Linked DNA regions of Bombyx mori: region 2 is linked to region 1. The links are chromatin contacts, called in public Hi-C maps. All regions are on one chromosome and are shown on one strand. The core of a region is the stretch at or near the end of the contact, and the rest is flanking DNA. Distances in the headings are between cores, read along the strand shown.

Region 1 (4,526 bases), core at 1,439-3,938:
TACTACACCAGTTTGTCACGGCATAGTGTATGTTTTATAAAAAATCAACAAACACTCAACAAATAGCAATGGCAACAAAGTCCACAAGCAATTATAACTAATAACTTAACGATTAATAACGATAGACTTTCCACTGTACGCAAGCGTACTTTTGGGAGCAAGCGGAACGAGGGCGCGGTGCGGGACGCAAGGTTCGACTGATCTACCAATAACGCGCTCGATACGATTTCCCCTGCCGTCGCGCCTCACCCTCACCACCAAAGTGATCTAAAATTCGGTTCTGCGCAGTCAAGGTCATTTGCTCACGAAGTTTGCCGATTACTATACCTCCCATCCATTTTTCTTTTTTTTTTCCCTACCTATGCTGATAGCCTTGAGAGGCTATTTCAGCTTCGCCCTAGCGTATGTAGGTGAGCTCACGGGGCTCAAGCCGGAGTGTTGCTAACACTGACTAGCAAGAACTAACTAGCAAGAGCAGTGCTTCGCAGAAGATCCGGCTAGAAACTCAGTGGGCTGTGTCTATGGGTCTATTTCTAGTGATTGTTTAACAATAACAGACTAACAATTACAATTTACTGTATTACCTAGTAAAAAGGCAGGATCTTTCTCCATAAACACAAGCAAATGATCAATCAATCTTTCAGCTCCGGCCAGTAGCCTTCTCAGATCATAGTTCCTTCGCTGCTCAAATATTCTATTCAGTTGGGTTAGTGTTAACAGCGAAACAATTTGATTGAATGCATATCTAGAAAGAAAAAAAAAGTATTTTTTAATTTCAAATATATATTTCAAGTGATCCTTTGATCTGCCCTAATGATATCTGACATGATTTGTCTATTTTTTTTGACATTCAATAAGTTACAGGTTGCATTTCTATTCATGTTTTCTAGTTTGAAGGCTGAACTGTCTATCAAAACTGGCATTTATTAAAAATATAACTGTCCACCAGCTGGTGATATTTATCAGAGGGATTATTAGCCCCGTACACTGTGATAAAAATATATTTTATCAAAATTTTTATTTATCTTGAAGATAAACTTTAATTTTCACTTACGTCAACTGCAAAACTAATTGGGTTTCACTTTCATTGGATTTCGAAACAGCAACCAGTATTAGGGGTCCCTTAACAAGGAATACTGCTTTACAATCTTTCGTGTTGATGAACCTCAATATATCCTGGTTCTGTTCTTCTATTACGCTGACAAGAGCTTGGATAACACCACACAGGCCAGCTAACTTGTCTTCGTTGCCATATCTAAAATCAAACTATGTTAGAAAAATTTTGAAATATTATCCAACAGCGGAATAACAGTAACACATCAGATTAAACTCAAACTTAAAAAAAAACCAATGGTTTGTGGTTTAAATGGGGAAAAAAAATATTCACTTATATTATTATATTAGAATTACATACCACATACAGAGCCTATATCGGTGAGTTCTCACATTCAAACTTAAGCTGCCACAAATCAATAGTGCATTCGAATTTGAAGGGTAGGACAGACTTATAGTTGTGATACTGACTTCACATCTCAGGCACATGACGGTATTCATATTGTGAGGTTGATAGACCCCAATAACCATTTAACAACAGATGGGCTATGAGCTCTACCCTCAAAGAATATCTCTTACCTTGAATAAATAGGTTTTCCTGCAGTGCTAAGTATGAACACATGTTTCTCTTTATTAACAAGTTCTGGTGACTGTAGATAGTCTTTATCATCATCTGTATCATCTCCATTCTCCTCAATTAAGTTCGAATTGCTGGCTGAAGCTGACATTGATCCCTGTAAGAATTTGTGAATATTAGTTTATACCTTTCTGAATGAGAGCCTCTAGCAGGCCAAGAAAAATGTTGACCCAAACTGACAAAATTCCTCATATTATGATACTTTTATTTAGGCATTCTAAATATGTAACTAATAAGATTTATGTTGTTTGGTTTTAAAAACATGTGTTGATGTTAGTTAATAGTGATAATAAAACTAATGTTTTGCTAACAATTCGAGGGTAAAATATTTATAGAAAATATTACTCTTTTTTAAATACTAATAAATTTCATAACATATTTAATTGATGATTATGTACTGGTAGTGATATAAAGACATGGCTGACAGTCTTAATTAAGTTTAGCAACTTACATAATTAGCTACTGTATCTATAAAACTTACATCTTTTGTTTGTAAATCATCACTTGATTTCGCTGCTTTCAGTTTAGGGTCTTCAGCAGTTTCCAAGATTTCACTTTGTATTTCACTTATAGTACTGCTCTTAGTAGTCAAGCAGGTCTCTCTTAGGCTGGAACTCATCTCCGATGCAAACTCTTCAAAGGAATCAGTGGGGTTTAGTATGCTATCATGACATGCACCCGGTTCAAGTTCATCAGAAGCATTTTCTGGAGCATTCATATGTTGAGGCACGTTATCATTGGATGTAGATGCCATGACGATACTTTTTCATTAATTTTAATATAACTATGTTAAGACAAAAAAAACGAATTTTTGTTTTTTGGTTTTTCTGTCACTTTATTTTGAATAACATTCCAGAACAATGATTATCGGTGTGAAGTTGTGAACGGGTATTTTGCATATTTTGACATTGATTTATTTGCCATCTCTGTTTTTCTAATGAGTTTCAGCTCTACTTTGCTCGAGAACTTCAACTGTCACGGCGAGATGTACAGATCTGTTTTAATCATGTTTTATTCATAGACCTATATAGTATACTTCATTGGTTTTATTGCAGTGACTGGAACATGAAGAAGGCGAGTTTATGTCATTTTGACAAATTAAGCAAAAGGGGTTATCTCATAATATTCTAGATTTTCTCATTAGTTACCAAATCAGTGTGTATAAAATTTTTATCTAGCAAATTAATAATATTTTAATCGACTAAAAATGGTGTAAATAACACATTGGTACCCATGAAAGTATATAAATGCTTGCTAAGAAAAACAACCATGTAACATAATTTTCATCGTCTGCATGTTATGTTATGCAAAGCTAAAATTATAAACGATGTCAATGTTTAATTTAAATAAAATAATCAGTGTGTGATTATAATAAAAATGTTTATCCTTTTTTTATTAGGAGTTTTAACTAGGAACATTTTCAATACAATTTGAATCAGAAACACAATGGGAGTCAACTTAGTACAGATACTTAGTTAATACTTGTACCTAAATGTAACGTTTAAAACGAAGCCTCAATTTTTTTCTATTAAGAACTAATAGATCATAAAGTATTTTTACTTTGTAAGTTTAATAAGTAATAACACTGGTCGACACAATATTGTGACATACTATAATGTAACATGTAGAAATGCTTACTAATTTTGACTTACCTACCTACTTTCACCTGAACATTGTATTATTTTTTGAAGATTGTAGTATTTTTTTTCCTAGCTTAGTGGTTCATAAATATGTACTATCAATCAACAAGTTTTGCCACATGCGTGGCAATCTTATTTTTAAAACCCAGCGAAGAAATTTCACATCATTAGTACCATCGAAAAATACGACAAAGCGTGGGTTCCACACTTGTTGTGTTTACTGGACGGGCAAGAAAATTTCGATCTATTCTTTTTGCAATTCATTTGATTTGGACAGAATGAACCGCTCATCTTATTGTCATTTTTGTCTTACATTATACAAAAGTCATTATAACTAATACACACAGTAAAATGAGGTATCCTCACTTGCCATCTGCTACCATACCAATCCACCATAGTGAATAATTAATTACCTATGCCAGAACCACTTCGAAGCTTCGATCTGTCCGCTGCGTCAGATGGAATCGAAAACGTCACTTTAGATCCCGATTTTCAAGAAGCTTCCTAATCTGTACACACGTACCTAGTCTTCATTCCCGCTATGAACCAAAGGGGAACGAACGGGTCTGACTGAAAATCAGCGCTGTTCGATTTATTGACCTCGAACAGCACTAGCGCCACCTCCTCATTGAGCCACCTCCTTTTGCCTTTTCCTTTTTTTTCTGTTATTTTATTCGTATTTTATTTTATATAATGTGAAAGGCAATAAATGATTTTATTAATATATTATTATTATTATTATAATCTAATGAGCCACATCTACTATCTCAAGGAGATCAGAATCTCAATGATTTGGTGCGGCCTTGAAATCAAGCAATTGATGAATGCTGAAAGATTTAAAGAATGTCTTCAGTCGTTTGCACTCTTGGCAGAGTGGTCGTGGTCAAAATTTCGGGTGGTGGTGCGCTTCATAAGATGTCGCAAATCCATCTTACGGAAAAATACGCATTGGAGTCTTTCATAATAGTTACTTTCGATTTGTAGGAAATCACTGATCGAGTTACTATAGAAATTTCGTAGCGAAGCTGTTAACTACAAATAAGACAGTATTGTAATATAATGTAATATATCGTTGAAAATACTTTTTCTACATTCACATAGATAAACACTTCTTTTTTGAAAATTGGGGCTCCGTCAGCGATGAAAATGGATAATGATTCCAACAAGCAGAAGTGGCTTTATCTATGGTGCAAGGT
Region 2 (4,636 bases), core at 290-2,789, 880 kb before region 1:
ATGCAAGATTAACCAAAGTAGAGATGTGATTGATTGATGCGGAGATGGCTAATGTTCCTCCTTTCTCCTACGTGTTTTATTACATGGATTTTAGTAGGCAGAGGCTTGGCTTTGCCCCTGACATTGCTGACGTCCATAAGCGACGGTAACCACTCACCACCCAAAAGCGCTTTATTCACGATCCATCTTGCTGAACGTCCCGCCCAGGCCATACACGATGCAAAAGTACCATGAATAGGCTTGACGTACGTCGATAATTATTATTTGTTTGCTGGATTTGCAGGACCAATTTTGCATCCAGCGAGTGCCCCCACCACCGCGAACGTCGTGCAGATAGACAGTGAATAACGTGGACGTACGTCAGAGCGGTCCTGCGTCGTGCGTGCTTGATCGTGTATAGACTTGCTGTACAGCAGATTTAACTTTTAAAGCTTGTTTCGAGAGGAGACTGCATGTCAAATTGGATCGTGAAACACTTTCAAGATTTATTGAAAGATATAAGTTCCACATGTTTGTGGAATGTCTCAAGCGCAGACTATATGAATAAACAAAAAATAATAAACGTATTACAATTTTTAGGCCCATTTTAGTGGAAGCTGCAAGGATTGATGGCGTGCGTAAAAAATGATATTAATTATTTGAGTATACTCTGCACGTTTAAAAAAAATCATCAAAAACCTCTTGCTATTTTTTGCCTCTCTTCTGGTGCTGCTGACAACATCAGAAGGACTCCTATTTTTGGCGTTTTGATAAAACAGCTGGCATTTTAAATAAATTAAAACCCTCTCATTTAATTCGTTCGATTTATTCTGTTCGCGCTTGATATATCCAGCACCGCGGCCTTGAGCTGACGTACAGCCGTGATGGATCGTGAATAAAGCGCTAAATGCATCGTGCATCGTGCATGGCCTTGGCAGGACGTACAGCAAGATGGAACGTGAATAAGGCGCTTAAAGCTGTATGCTCGTCACTCATACTTAGAAATATAGGACGTATAAATACACTAAAGCCGTCCTTTTTCTTAAACATGAATTAATGTGAAATTCTTGCATTTTTTCCTCAAAGAAGGAAAAATAAAAAATTTACGGAAAAAATGACAATCGACAATTAAACAACGGCTTTCCGTATGTTTTGAGTTCTCCTCAAAGAGAATATTAACACTAAAATCGGTATCATCATCTCAGCCTGTCTACCGTCCACTGCTGAACATAGGCCTCTTCAATTGGTGTCTAGTGCGGTCAACCCGTTTCCACCTGCAATCAACGTGACCCAGCGATTTTCACTAGGTCGTCGGTCCATCTGATAAGTAGCCGTCCCGCACTACAATACTCAACGTATTTCATTTAAATAAAAAGGTCATACGTACTTCGATTGCAGAGTCGTTTTCTTACTTAGGTGTTCATTGTTATGTATCAAGAATTATATTGAAATAATTCCACAGTGCACAAGCACAATTTTAAGCACCTTGAAAGAGTATCCAGCTAGTAATTAATGAAAGAAGAAAATTTATTTTAAGCATGTGATTTGTGCCTCACCTCTGTCAAGGGAACGACAGAAATGAGAACGGGGAAAATCAATATCTAGTCAAAAGGGGTTAACAGCACAGTAAACAAACACCTGTAGATGTAATTCCATAAGTACATCAGAAATTGTGAAAATTTTTATGTTTTCCTTTTTACAATCTACCTAAAAAGTATTTATAAACAGATCAATGGACATAAATTTAAGTACCGTACCTATTTGAAATGACGACAAAAGATTATTTATGTTGTGTATTCACAGCTTATTTCGTTCTGAAACCATTTGAAGTTTTTATGCTAAAATATTTTTTCTATTTGATTCTGTAAAACAAAACTGAAATATTGTTAAAATGACAAGATTTAAGCTATTTTCTCCATTTACTAAATTGATAAATAAAAAATAAAGTGAAATTACAGAGCATAAAGAAAATTTATTGAAATAATTGAAGGAAATTGTTTTATTTTCGAATTACTTTCATTTTATTTCATCATGTTACGATACTGTACTCAAGAGAATTCTAAATATTTCATTGAAAATTAATCTAAAACTAAAAGTAAGGCCTATATTGTGGAACGTAAACTTTCCTCCATTTCAAAATTCAAAATGGCGATTGTTGTCCGTGTTGTGTTTTTCCGCGTTTACTTTAGTATTCTTGAAAATAAGGTTTTTTTTAGTTAAGTATTTTGCAGTACTAAACTGAAACCTTTCATGATAAATGTAACAGAGAAAAATTGTGTTTATGTGAACGTAAATGTCAAATCTAACCCTGAGCTGTTAGCGCGGTTTCTAACCGCATTTTTTTGCGTTTATATTTATTGAGTGGCTTTTTAAATTGATAAATATTGCAAATTACTGAATTGCCGGTCTTCTCATATAGTGTTAATGTTCAGTGTATTCAAACGTCTTAAAAGAATGATTGTATGAAGTTAATTACTGAAGTTGTTTCCGTTGAAAACAATGGGTGAAACTGAAGATTTTAATACATTAGCCTTCGAAAAGAGGTTGATGCAGCTAAAAGACACTCAGGAGAGTATACAGTCGTTGTCGTCGTGGTGCTTGAAACAGAGAACGCATCATAAGAAGATCGTATCGAGTTGGTTAAATGTGTTGAAAAGAGTGAAGATTGAGCAGAGACTAGTTTTGTTTTATCTTGCAAACGATGTTGTTCAGTACAGTAAAAGGAAAGGCTACGATTTTGTCGAAAGCTGGGGGCTTTATTTGCAGAAAGCAACACCTTTGGTCAGGTTAGTTTTTGATTGATTCAGGTACCTGTCTGTGTATGTTTGAAATGGCACTCACGCGGCATAGCGTATTTAAATAGTGGCTTCACGGAGCTATGCCAGATATTTAACGAAAATAAAATATAAAGTATGTTCAATAGCTGTAGTGTCTGATACTCTAAACTTTTAAACAGGCACTATCTACACCATTTATTCTCAAAAATTGACAAAAGCAAAAGAGATATTAAGCTGGTGTATTTTGATATAAATTCCATCTTGTCTTAGAGATTTTCCGACCAATACAAGGTTACTAAAATACTGCATCAAATGTAGATAGATGGTAATTTTTTACTATGCACAACTAACTGAATAATGTGTGGGTGATTTGTGTAAATATTTCACATGTTTTGATTCTTGCAATGTGTAGTAAAAATATAAAATTACTGACTTGTATAGCAGTGAGTGACCCTGATCATTAAATTAATCTGGGTTCAATCTCCGGTTCATATATTTTGGTAAAATATATACTGTTACTAATTGTTCTTATGTTTAATATGTAACTCTTCTGCACTTAGGAAAAGGCTAGTCTTAAGCTATTGTCTGTCTGGGTACTAGTTTGTTACCAAATCCATATGTTAAGACATTAAGATCAGGTGGGCCTTGGGCTCAATCGACTGTCCATATAACATAGTTATAGATAACAATGTTGAATGTAAAAAATAATTCTTAGAAAATATTTTCAGAGATGAAAAAGTGAGGCCAAAAATCTTGAGGATATTTAAAATATGGGAACAGCGATCTGTTTATGATGATGAATTCTTATCTGATTTGACTGGACTACTTAGTGCTGGAGCAATCAAGAAATCAGATGATGATGCTTTAGATTTCCAGGTAAGAACTATTAATGACATAAAGTTTTTATTTCATTAAAAGAGAGTGGCTGATTTTCTTACAAATTTTTATTTTAAACTGCATTATTTATAGTTTAAAATGGTTTCAAACTCCATTAAAAATAAACCAATTTTAATATAATTTAAATATTAAAGGACATGGGTCATTTTCGGCCCAGCTACTAGTGCTATCAAGGACACTAATGAAATATCTATAGAAAAAAACATTTCATTTTTATATACTTATTATAAAATTTAAGAGTCTTTTAATGGTGGGATGATTAACTAAAATCATAAATAAAAAGAAATTAGCATGACTAAACTACATTGATAATATTGAACGAGTTGCCATAGGTAAAATATATTTATATTTTAAACAATCCACATTAAATCTTCTTAAAAAAGATATTATATTGCAAAAAAGTAGCAAAATATATTAACATATTTAATTAATGGGTTTTAAAACTAATATAAAACATTATATCTAAACAAAAATCTGTTTTTATACTTTTAAATCTGTAGAATAAATCATTACATTGATCAATAATTATTGATCATAAGCAAAAACAAAACTACGCTTGTTTAATATTTATTGACGTTTTGCATTTGATCAGTCGTTTTCGCACTTGTGCGCATTGTGGATATTATTAAGTGTTTTGTTGCAATATACCTGCTTATTATATTTTGTTGTGCATAAAATTAAGTCTTGGCGTTCATTGAAGTAGGTCTGTGTTATAAAGTATAGTAATATAAATAATATTTAAGTTGATGATAATGTTAAAGTGTAAGTGTACAGCAAATCATATGATATAGGTAAACTAAAAATCTTATCTTATTTTTTAAATATCTCTGTATCCCCATGATAATTATTTTGTTTTTTAGAATAATAGTGTGTATAGAATAATAATGTAAAAGTGAATTCAAATGGATAGATTGTATTTATTCATACTAAATAACTCAACTTAAAAACTAAAAATCACATTTCGATGTGTGTTTCCAATTAAA

The links. A called contact is a pair of places that touch in the nucleus more often than the background predicts.
Region 2: a contact with region 1 is called in a Hi-C map of posterior silk gland, with 2.5 times the contacts expected there. The contact joins the promoter of LOC101746825 here to the promoter of LOC101743571 in region 1. A contact is called at or near these places in 2 of 7 Hi-C or Micro-C datasets (middle silk gland and posterior silk gland).

What each region holds. Positions count from the first base shown.
Region 1 is chr28:3,991,859-3,996,384 of ASM3026992v2, reverse strand. LOC101743571 (protein SAND) reads right to left here and starts at 2,688. Exons shown (of 7, transcript XM_038021139.2): 1 at 2,172-2,688; 2 at 1,633-1,787; 3 at 1,055-1,255; 4 at 585-745. The coding sequence starts at 2,444.
Region 2 is chr28:4,868,598-4,873,233 of ASM3026992v2, reverse strand. LOC101746825 (regulation of nuclear pre-mRNA domain-containing protein 2) reads left to right here and starts at 1,539. Exons shown (of 14, transcript XM_038021169.2): 1 at 1,539-2,765; 2 at 3,485-3,632. The coding sequence starts at 2,479. LOC101746966 reads right to left here and starts at 1,559. Exons shown (of 2, transcript XM_012696707.4): 1 at 1,367-1,559.